2 separate regions of the Hordeum vulgare genome follow, and region 1 is linked to region 2. The links are chromatin contacts, called in public Hi-C maps. All regions are on one chromosome and are shown on one strand. Each heading gives the region's core, a stretch centred on a gene start, on an enhancer-like site or on the middle of the called end of the contact. The rest is flanking DNA. Distances are from core to core; before and after follow the strand shown.

Region 1 (5,961 bases), core at 1,608-4,107, 400 kb after region 2:
AAGTGCCTATGGACAAATCCGTCGAATATAACTCAAGGCAACCATTAGTCCATAGGGATTGTCATCAATTACCAAAACCACACATGGAGAAATATGCTCTAACAATATGTCTCTCAAAGCTATCCGATTTTAGTGTTTATTCTAAATTGAAGCTTTGATTGTATATTGTATGTTGTCATCAATTACCAAAAAGGGGGATATTGAAAGCACATATGCTCCCTTGGAGGTTTTGATAATTCATGACAACATACATTATCTCGCTTGGACTAACAATTCTACCTAGTGTACTTCATATTAACTCCAAAGATTGTAGTCACTGGGAATAGTGAGGAGGATCCCCAAGAAGGAAAAGAATAGGATTGACAAAGCTTCAAGCTTCAAGACTCTATATTATATATTTATATGAAAAATTGCATTTGAGTCCATAGAAAAGACAATACCATTGAAAGAGGATGAGGTATATATGATGATTTGGTTGCTCAAAGTGCTTAGAGATTAGCCACCAAAAGCCTCAACATTTCTCCCACAAAATATTCTCTTCAAAACCCTAAAGTCAAATTCGGTGCCACCAACTTTCTACATATGGGTCACACTGAGATTTCCTTAGACAGAAGTCAAGCCAAACCCTAGCAAATCGGTACAACCGAGACTCACTTCCGTACAGCCGAATAGAAGTGACCAACTTGATGTTGCCCATTTGCCTAAAACCGGAATTTCCGAGTTTTACAAATCGACCTCACCGAGTCTATGGAACTTCCTAGGTCAACCGAATCGGTCTCACCGAGAACCCAAAAGTTAGAGCATTTTGCACTAGTCGATGCAACAAAGTTTTTTACTTCGGTTCCATCGAGTTGGACAATAATGTTGTAATGACTGGATTTTTGGAGATGTCTATATAGTACCCCTCCATCTACCTCTCATTCGTTGAGAGATCACTCAGAACAAGCAATCACTTACACCATTTATTTTCTGAGAGAGAACCACCTACTCATGTGTTGAGATCAAGATCTTCTACTTCAACCATATGAATCTTGATTTCTAGCCTCCCCAAGTTTCTTTTCACCCAATCAATCTCTTCTACCAAGCTAAATCAGTGAGAGTGTGATTGACTATTGAGGAGACTATCTTTTGAAGCACTAGAGCAAGGAGTTAATTATCAATACCACATCTATTACCTTTTGTAGAGTGGTGCCTTCTAGATTGGTTAGGTGTCACTTGGAAACCTCCAAATCGTGTGGAGTTAAATCAAGAAGTTTGTAAGGGCAAGGAGATTGCCTACTTCGTGAAGATCTACCCCGAATGGAGCTAGTCCTTCGTGGGCGTAAGCCATGATGAAATAGACAAGGTTGCGTCCCCGTGGATCCTTTGTACGTGGAGCCCTCCATGGACTCGTGCAACCGTTACCCTCTATGGGTTGAAGTTTTCATCAACATGGACGTACAATAACACCACATATCAGAACAACTCCAAAAATATATGTGCCTTCATTGTGTTTAATTATTCTATCTCTACTCCTTACTTACATGTGCATGTCTTTATTTTTCGCGGCTATATTTGTAGAACTGCATGTGTAGGGTGTGCTAGATTTGCTAGAATTGCTAAAACTCATCAACCAATAAAATTGAGAAAAAAATATTTTTTATTCGGTCAAGTAGTCTATTCACCTCCCTTCTAGACGTCTCATCTCGATCCCATAGTATGGGCCGAGGCGGAGGATGCAGAGCACGGCGGCCATGACATCGCCTGAAGTGGTTTTGCTCACGTCGCTCCTACGTCAATGAAAGAAAAGTGTGAAGATTGTGGACGGGCAAACACAAGAGACATGAGCTATATCTGGCTTATAATTTGATAGAATCTCCTCTCGTCTCAAGAGCTATCGGGTAGCTACAATGCATGCCAACCCATTTTGAAATTAATGCACAACAGACTTTTGAATGCGTATTCTTTTCTTAGTTTTATGCGTGACTTTTCCTGATTTTTTGTGTTTTTTCTCCTTTTTCTTTAAATTATTATTTTTCTCTCATTTTTGGTTTTCGCTTTCTTTGGTTTCTGTGAGTTTCACTATTATGCATCGATTTCTTTGGTTTTCTTTTGTTTCTTCACAAGTTTTTCTCGATTTTGAATACATGTCTTATTTCAGTCCACATGCACATTTTTAGTGTACGTATTGAACATTGTTTTATGCACATTGAACAATTTTCAACTACACGGTGTACAATTTTCAAATACATGACTAACATTTTTAAATTATATGTTTTTTGTCTACTTTTATCATACGCACATTATATGTTTTTGTACATATAAAACACTTCTTCCAAATACAAGATTAACATTATTTCAAACACATCTTTTGACTAGAAAAATCAAGCATGTCGAATATTTTCCAATAAGAAAATGATTTTTTAAATATGTGATTTTTCCATAAACATTTTTAAATGCTTAAAATCCAGAAACATGCAAAAAAAATCCAAATTAACTTACATTTTTTGTGAATGATATGAAACATTAGTTTAAAATTTTACAAATATTTTATTTACATTGTATATTTTGTAAAAAGACCACATCATTTTTTAAACACGTTAACATTCTTCAAATGTCACAAACACTTTTTCTATTGCTGTCAACACTAAAAAAATACAATAACAATTTTAATAGACTACGTTCACATTTATCGAGTTAGCAATTCTTTACTTATTTAGTTAATATAAATTTGGAGTATATGTACATAGTTTGTTTTCGAAAATATGAACAAATGAAAAAGAAGAATGAAAAACTAACCCACATGAGGATTATTGGGCTGACCCAACATGATGCGCACCATAATGGTACCTCGTCAGACAGAGAGACCTCGCGCCCGACCCAGGAACCGGCGTAGACTGGTTTTGGGCCGGCCCAGTTACAAGAGCGTGGCGCTCCTAGCACTCGACTCGCCCGGCGTGCTTGCTCGCAACGGTTGTGGTTGACAAGTCAACCGTTGACTTTGAAAAAAAGAATTCATAAGAAAATCGATAGTTGAAAAAGGTTCACAAGTTTTGAAGAAGTTCATTCATTTTTTTCAAAAGTTCATCAAATTTAGAAAAACATTAATTTTGAAAAAGGTTCATAGATTTTGAAAAAGTTCAACTATTTTGAAAAATAATCATCGAATTTGAAAAAAGTTCATCGAATTTGAAATGTGTTCACCAAATCTGAAAAACGTTCACTGATTTTTCAAAAAGATCACCAATTTTGGGAAAATTTTAATTGAATTTGAAAAAACATCAAATTTGAAAAAGATATCATCAAATTTGAAAAGATTTCATCGAATCTGAAAAAAATTCACTGTTTTTTCAAAAAGTTCACCAATTTTGGAAAAAAGTTCAACAAATTTGGAAAAAAAATCATCGAATTTGAAAAATGTTCAGCAAATATGAAAAAAATTCATCGTATTGAACAAAAGTTCATTTTTTAACAAAATCATCATTTCAAAAAAAAAATCGATGAACAAAGAAAACACATTTAAGAAAGGAAAAGAAATAAAGAAAACACAAATAAAACCGCCCCAGAAATGACGAGTGAACCAGGGAAAACCGGATTGGAAAACAAAAAGTTTCTTGTGATTGAATATCCAAATAAAAAGAAAAAAAACAAATTAGGAAGCACTAGCCTAGTGGTAACTTTGTTGTTGCCATTGCAGCATATCATGAATTAGAACTCCCGATTGGCGCGCATTTTTTGAACGTTAAAATAGAAAATAAGAAGATATACAAGAGCCCACCCAGCTCGCAGCAGCTGCACGCACCCGTTTGCGAAAATGCCCTATAACAAGCGCGTGCAGCGCTAAATAGGAAATGCCCCTCCCTAGTGCCTTAAGCGCGAGGTAAAGGATCCAATGCTCATGCAACCCTTGCACCGTGGCCGGCCTTACAACAAGGAGGCTACTTGCTCGCGAGACACTTGTTCTCTTGTTTGCCTGGTTTCTTGGTTCGGTAGTTGACCCATCGCGGTTGAGGATCCACCGTTGACAGTTAACTCTTCAAGAAAATGTGAGAAATTCAAAAATCAGGAATTAAAATAATTCCCATAAAAATAAAAATGTCATAAAATTTAAAAATAGGCTAAAACTATCATAGATTTTGAAAATAGTTCATCGACTAGAAAAGTTCAGAAATTCAAAATAATCGTGGATTTGAAAACATTCATGGATTTTAAAATAAGTCACAACTTTTTCTATAAAAAGCATTCAAACAATATTCATGGAATTGAGCATTTGAAAATTTTCACAAATTTGAAAATTTTATGAATTTAATAAAATTGACGCATTCAAAGTATATACACATAACTAATGGGACGAGCCCAAGGCTGGCGGGGGAGGGGTTGCAATGGTTTTAAAAAATAACTATAACGGGTGCGACAACTATATGTCGCCCGTTCTAATTCCTAATATGAATCTCCTACGAACTAGTGACTAAGCTACACATGAGGTGTGTAGTCCATTGACTACATAGCTTTTTGTAAAACACATCCTACAACAAATAAATATCATGCAAAAAAATCCTACAAATGCAAATTCCTGTCCACACAAGATTCAATTGAGTACACACCATTGAATTCCTCGCACCGCAACTGCTACGGACGACACAATAGCGGGCTAACCCATTTAGCCGTAATCCCTGCTACTCCTGTCGATCACTATAAGCTCGGTCAATTTTTTCCATTCCTTTCTGGTATTTTGTTTGATTTATTCATTAATTTCCATGATTTTTTCCATTTAAATTATTTTTTTCATTTCTTTTTTTCCTTCTTTATTTTTCTGGTGGTTTTCTTTGCTTTTTCATTTGGTTTCCTCAGTTACATTTCTTAATTTTTAGTCCTGTTTTATTTTTATTCTCATTATTTTTTCTATGTTTTTCTTTGTTTGTTAATTACAATTCTTTTTTTTCATACTTTGGTGTTTATTTTTTTCATTTTATATTTCTTTATTTTGGTATTGATTAGTTTTCTATTGGTTTTTTAACACAAGTCTACAATTTGCATATGTATTGTAAAAAAATATTATACGTTACAAATATATAAAATGCATGAAATATATTTTTTAATGTAGATTTTTATGTCTACTTTTTTCAATGCATGCTTTACATTTTTCGTATGTATAGATACATTTTTTATAAATGTAACACATTTTTCAAGCATCATTTCAACATTTAAAAAAATAATGCTTTCATCCTTTTTACAAAACATTAAATACAATGGAACATTTGTTCCATGAAAAAACATTTTTATGAACTATGCAAGCTTTTTCCACATTGTACAAACATGTTTGAGAATGTTTCGAACACATTAACTTTTGGCAACTTATATTTGTAGTGTAACATTCCTTTTTCATAATTACACAAACATTTTTGAAAATATATACACATTTTCTTACACATGTGCCTACTTTTTTCTATTCACATTTTATGTTATGCAAATACATAAAAATATGTATACACTTTTAATATTATCTAAATACGAGGTTAACATTTTCTAAAAAATATGTGAAAACTTAATAAATATATTTAGAACATATTTTTAAAATAAAAAATTTAAAATCAACTCTAAAAACCAAACAAAATTGTAAGTCAAAAACGCAAGAAGAAAGAAAAAAAAAGGTAAAATAACATCACCAGGCGAGCCGCACCTAATGGTAGGGCTCATTGTGGGCTGCACATAGGCTCGAGCACGGCCATTCCTCGCTATAGCAAAAAAATAAATTGAGAGAAGGCCATCATAGATAGCTTTATCAATAGAGAATTAAAGATACATTGTCTGCGAGCTTAGCAACCACACAATCTAGAGGCTCGTTCATTCACAAACTAGACGTTTTATTACAGTAAGAATAGCAGATGCGCCCCTTGATTAGCCGAACGATAACAATGTTCAGAACTGACCTTTCCAATCAAGTTAGATGAAGACTTGCTTGAAAGGAGGTGTCACATGACA
Region 2 (5,908 bases), core at 166-2,665:
GTGCAACTAGTTTAGTATTGTTAACTGCTTGCAAATGCTTGAATATCTGTTTTGCTTACTACTTGCAAGTTTAAAGAGTGTGATCACAAACATGTTCTGTAGATGCAAGTTTAAAGAGTGTGATCACAAACATGTTCTGTAGATACATACCTCCTTTTTCAGAACCCCACAGCGGCAGGACTTCTTTATCACAAGCCGGCAGGTCACGTCACACGGGCCACGATGGCACCGCTCGGGGCACTTGTGCCGTCCGCACCCAAGCACCTTCTCACAAGTCGATCCACATGTGGCAGCCTCCACATCACACTCCAACCTTGGATAATCCTTCTTGCCACAAGGGCAGGTCCGCCGCCCACGAAGCGGACATTCACCACACTTTCCACCATGGCATCCCCTCTCACACCTATGCTTCCTACACTCCAGCATCCCACTACACTCCCTCTTGCACTGGAAAACTCTTTCAGAGCACAATCTCTCCACCATTGTCTCTCCACACTCACATTTGTGATTCCCCTGCACAGCACACGGTGGGCATGGCCCATCATGGCAATCCACCGGACAGCGGTGGAGTTCACAGCTAAGGCGTTTATTGCATTTACCCTTACAAGAATAACGCTGATGCGCACAGCGCCGGGGCTCACGGTGCGCCCCGCAGAAGCACCGAGCATTAGGAACAACAGCCGGGCATGGAGGGCATGGTCCGGGGTGGCAAAGCAGGAGGCAGGTGTGCTCGCAGCCGGAGTCGTGATTTGAATTCAGGCGGCGGCCGCAGACGTCGCCACAAGAGTGGGGGAGGATCCAGGGGTCCGCAGGAGGGTCTTCGGTCTTGGAGCAGAAGCAGTGGTAGGAGGTGGGGGTCTGGGATTTGGGGTAGGCGACGCGGCACTTGGGGCAGCCCCAGGTGGGGGAAGGAGCGGCGGAGGCTGACTGGTGTGCCCATGATTGGATGCAGGGGAGGTGGAGAAGGGCGAAGCATGAGGCGGAGCAGGACCAGACGGGATCGGAGGGGCGGATGGGGTCCAAGCAGATCAGGCACGGCGGTGACCGGCGGCGCGCGGCGGAGTTGAGAAAGATGCCGACTTTCGAGAGGTCGGCGCCATTTCCGGCGACGGAGAGGTAGGTGGAGAGGACGGACGCAGTCGCCGGGTCACAGGCGCTGAGATCGGTCTCTTCCCCGGAGGAGGAGTAGGACGAGGGGTCAGAATCTGAGACGTGGCTAGGGTTCGACGGCGGGGGCGCGGGTGCAGGCAAGGGTGCTGGTTTACGGGTGGCGGCAGTGGCACTAGTGGAAGGGGCTAGTTTCCGCGAAGACGATGCGGTGGCCGCGGCGTAGGAGGACGGCATCGCCGGCGTTGAGGCGGTCGCTGGAGATCGGTGGTGCGCGCGAGATTTGTGAGGGCATGTAGTACATGGAGGCAGCACTCTTAAACTAAGCAAAAAATATTAAACCTGTCGTCTACTCCCTCCGTACCTAAATAGTACTCCCTCCGTTTCTAAATATAAGTCTTTTTAGAGGTTTCATTAAAGGACTACATACGAATGTATATAGACATACTTTAGAGTATAAATTCACTCATTTTGCTACGTATGTAGTCCTTTAGTGAAATCTCTTAAAAGACTTATATTTAGGAATGAAGGGAGTATAGGTCTTTTAAGATATTTCACTAGTTGTCTACATACGGAGCAAAATGAGTGAATCTATATCCTAAAATATGTCTATATACATCCGTACGTAGTCCATTAGTGAAACTCTTAGAAAGACTTATATTTAGAAACGGAGGGAGTATGATTTTGTTTTTCCAACGGAGGCTGCAGTCTAGCAACATCATCCTTTTCACATGCATATCATTTTTCTTTCCCTCTGTCTGTATCTCTCCTCACATGCATCAGGATTGCTTCAACTTTTCTTGTTTTTCTCAGCTTTCACAGCCGAAGAGTCCGGGTCTTCTGCAGGCTACACTATCGCCTGCGAGGCTATAGCTTTTTGCCCGAACCAAACTCCGAACCTACCTGGACCTGCGGGGCAACGGGTTGAGGCTACCTATTGTACATGCCCTGAGGGGAATGCAGCTTTTGTAGTTAGGTTCAAGATACTTCATACACCTATAACTTAAGTATTTTTACTTTTAGAATTGATATGTACTCCCTCTGTATGACAATACTTTTTTTGCATGGTCTGAACCACAATACTTACAGCTGAGGAACTTGTATTGATCTTCTCCAATAACAAGTATTTAGTTACAGAAAAAGAATTTTCTTTAGTGTTAGTAAATATGTACCTGTAATGCACGTTGATGTTAGACACAAAATTAAATGCACATTGATCGGTGATGGAAAGGACAGATGTAGTCGCCGGGTTGCAGGCGGTTATTGTTCGCCACCGTCCTTTGCAACACAATTGTTGTTGCAGAAAACCACAACAAGATCTTTGATGCAAAAAAGAATCATATGTCGGACGTCATGGCCATGGACAAGCTCAGGCTCAAACAATCCCTTCTTGCCATCACGGTGGTGTGTGCACGCTGGTCACCGCACCAGACACCGACCATAGGACTACATGTGACACTTCTCCTCGTTGAGGAAATCAACTCTTGGAGGGATGTATGCATGTGTGACAGATACATCAAGGGAGGGAGACCCCTGTTACCGGTGAGATCAACGCTTGCACAAAAGGGCATCCATGGCGGCATGCTGCTTGAGTCTTCCTTATATATTACCTTAGGATGCTTTGGGAATCCTCAATTTTAGAGTATTGTTGCTCATTATTCTTCTTTCATTGTCATCTCGCCCAAAACATGAAAAGTTTGTTCACACAAAACTTAATAGAACTCCTGAGACAGGTAAGTATAACATAAATAAATCATTCACTTTCGCACTATCAATAAAAATCATAATCATTCCCAATTAATCTCTAGTGTACCTTAATATTTTCAGAATTCATGTCCCCAAATATAAGCCATAGACACATTAAAACAAGCAAACAAAGAAAATAAAACAGAATATTTACAAGGCAAGCCAAAGAAACCCAAGTCAAGGAATATTTATAAGCTTCAGCACTTGAGTTGTCAATTCAAGCACACGTGAGAATCACTTCCTTGTAACGATTTATTAGTAGCATAGTAATATGATATTAGTGGTAGCAAGGTAACAATAGCCATACATATGCTCGGTGAATGACAAGCTACAAGAGTGGTGCACGAGGCTGACTCTCTCTAGCCGCCACACAAGACGATTCATGCCATACATCTGTTCCTCGTGTGGGAGTTGTGGAAGCGGAAAAAAAACTCCATAGTGTTTGAGGGCATGACTCCGGGCACCTCACGTGTTCTTCCTCGTGTGGCTAGTGAGAGTTTGATTTGGAGACAAGCGGGCATAGTATGTGGTGACCTAGAAGCCTTCTTTGTGGCGATGAGTGTGTGGTTTGATGGCGAGTAGTATGTGTCGTCTCAGTGGAAACCAGGGTATCGCAGCCCGCCTGCCTGCAGCCGAGGAAGTGACGCCTGAACAATTGACTCGAGAGACGACCCAAAGACGGGGGCCACAAGTGCAAGACACCTCGTGAGGCGTGGCCTCGTGAGGCCCCCCTCTACGAGAGGAGGATCTTCAAGATGATCATCTACGACAGCACGCAGTCTCGCGAGCCCCTCGTAAGGCGGCTTCCCATGAGGCCCTCCGCCTGGAGGGGTCACGAGGTGCGGGTCGCGCGGTGGTGTGCCCACTGATACATCTCCGTCGTATCTATAATTTTTATTGTTCCATGCCAATATTATACAACTTTCACATATTTTTGGCAACATTTTATATGAGTTATTGGACTAACGTATTGATCCAGTGCCAAGTGTCAGTTCCTGTTTGTTGCATGTTTTTTGTTTCGCAGAATATCCATATCAAACAAAGTCCAAACGCGATAAAAATTTACAGAGAATTATTTTGGAATATATGTGTTTTTTGGGAGGTAGAGTCAACGTAAATGGAGGCCCACGGCCTCCACTACCCACCAGGGTGCGGTCCATACCCCTTGGCAGTTATATTTGCTTGTGATAAATTCAGATCTTACATTGCTGATTCTAAAGTAATTGCTCGCACTGATCATGTTGCTATTAAATACCTTATGGAAAAGAAAGATGTTAAGCCTAGACTTATTAGGTGGGTTCTCTTGCTACAAGAATTTGATTTGCATATCATTGGTAGGAAAGGAGCTAAGAACCTCGTAGCTGATTACTTGTCTAGGTTAGAAAATGTCCTTGATGACCCACTACCTATTAATGATAGCTCTCCTGATGAACAACTAGATGTGGTCAATGTTTCTCATAGTACACCATAGTTTGCTGATTATGCTAATTACATTATTGCTAAATACATACCACCTAGTTTCACATATCAACAAAATAAAAAATTCTTCTTTGATTTAAGACATTACTTTTGGGATGGCCCACATATTTATAAAGAGGGAGTAGATGGTATTATTAGACGTTGTATACCTCAGCATGAACAGGAACAAATCCTTCGGAAAGTGACACTCCGAGGCTTATGGAGGACACCATGCAGGAGATAGAACTGCACACAAGGTATTACAGTCTGGATTTTATTGGCGTGCTCTTTTCAAAGATGCTCGTATGTTTGTCTTCTCTTGTGATGAATGTCAAAGAATTTGTAATATTAGTAGACGTCAGGAAATGCCTATGAATTATTCATTTGTTATTGAAGCATTTGATGTTTGGGGATTTGATTATATGGGACCTTTTCCTTCCTCCAATGGCTATACACACATTTTGGTTGTTGTTGATTATGCCACTAAATGGGTAGAAGCTATTCCAACCAATAGTGTTGATCATAACATCTATATTAAGATGCTTAAGGAAGTTATTTTCCCATGTTTCGGAGTCCCTGGATATTTAATGACTGATGGTGGTTCACATTTTATTCATGGTGCTTTTAGTAAGATGCTTCCTAGGTATGATGTTAACCATAGAATTGCATATTCCTGTCATCGTCGGTCTAGTGGTGAAGTAGAATTAACCAATAGAGAAATAAAAATTAATATTTCAAAAGACTGTCAATAGGTCTCGAAAGAATTGGTCTAAGAAATTAGATGATGCATTGTGGGCCTATAGAAGAGCTTATAAAAATTCTATGGGTATGTCGCCTTACAAAATGGTTTATGGGAAAGCATGTCATTTACCTCTTAAGTTAGAATATAAAGCTTATTGGGAAATTAAGGAACTCAACTACGATTTCAAACTTGTTGGTGAAAAGAGGTTATTTGATATTAGCTCATTAGATTAATGGAGAACTCAAGCTTATGAAAATGCCAAACTATTTCAAAGAAAAAGTTAAAAGATGGCATGACAAAAGAATCCAAAAGCGAGAATTCAAAGTTGGTGAATATGTTCTATTGTACAATTCTTGTCTTATATTCTTTGCAGGAAAACGTCTATCCAAATGCGAAGGACCACATATTATCGAAGAAGTTTATCGGTCTGGAACTATTAAGATCAATAATCCCAAAGGCACTAAACCGAAGGTGGTCAATGGATAAAAATAAAGCACTATATTTCAGGCACACCAATTAATGTTGAAACAAATATTATCCAAACCATGACACCGGAGGAGCACATTAGGGAGACCTTCCAGAACACTCGAGAACCCTTGAAAGGAAGAGGTATGTGATATGTAAGTAAACGGGCTCAAAAAAATCTGCAAAAATATTTTTTTGGCAGTTTTGGAGTTTTAGTAAAATTAGGAAAGTGAGAAACACACGAGAAGGCAATCAGGTGTCCACTAGACACGAGGGCACGCTAGGCCCCCTGGCGCCGCCTTATGTCTAGTGGGCCCCTCGGGTACCTTCCTCGCTCCGTTTTCCTGTGGAACACGTATTCCCTTGTATAAAAATCATATATATATATAT

What was found. Hi-C and Micro-C count contacts between places; a contact is called where the count stands out from the background.
Region 1: a contact with region 2 is called in a Hi-C map of leaf, with 1.9 times the contacts expected there. The contact joins the enhancer-like site here to the promoter of LOC123443079 in region 2. A contact is called at or near these places in 2 of 6 Hi-C or Micro-C datasets (leaf and seedling) and 1 of 1 datasets of contacts at active chromatin or transcription factors (embryo).

Annotation. Positions count from the first base shown.
Region 1 is chr3H:86,681,849-86,687,809 of MorexV3_pseudomolecules_assembly, forward strand. No RefSeq gene overlaps it. Among protein-coding and RNA genes, the nearest start is that of LOC123439586, 55 kb to the left of the region's middle. Within about 2 kb of position 2,858, at least 3 of the 3 cell types and tissues checked have open chromatin away from gene starts, as enhancers often do. A contact at or near this core is called in leaf and seedling, where this site is marked.
Region 2 is chr3H:86,285,447-86,291,354 of MorexV3_pseudomolecules_assembly, forward strand. LOC123443079 (NF-X1-type zinc finger protein NFXL2) reads right to left here and starts at 1,416. Exons shown (of 13, transcript XM_045119330.1): 1 at 151-1,416. The coding sequence starts at 1,344.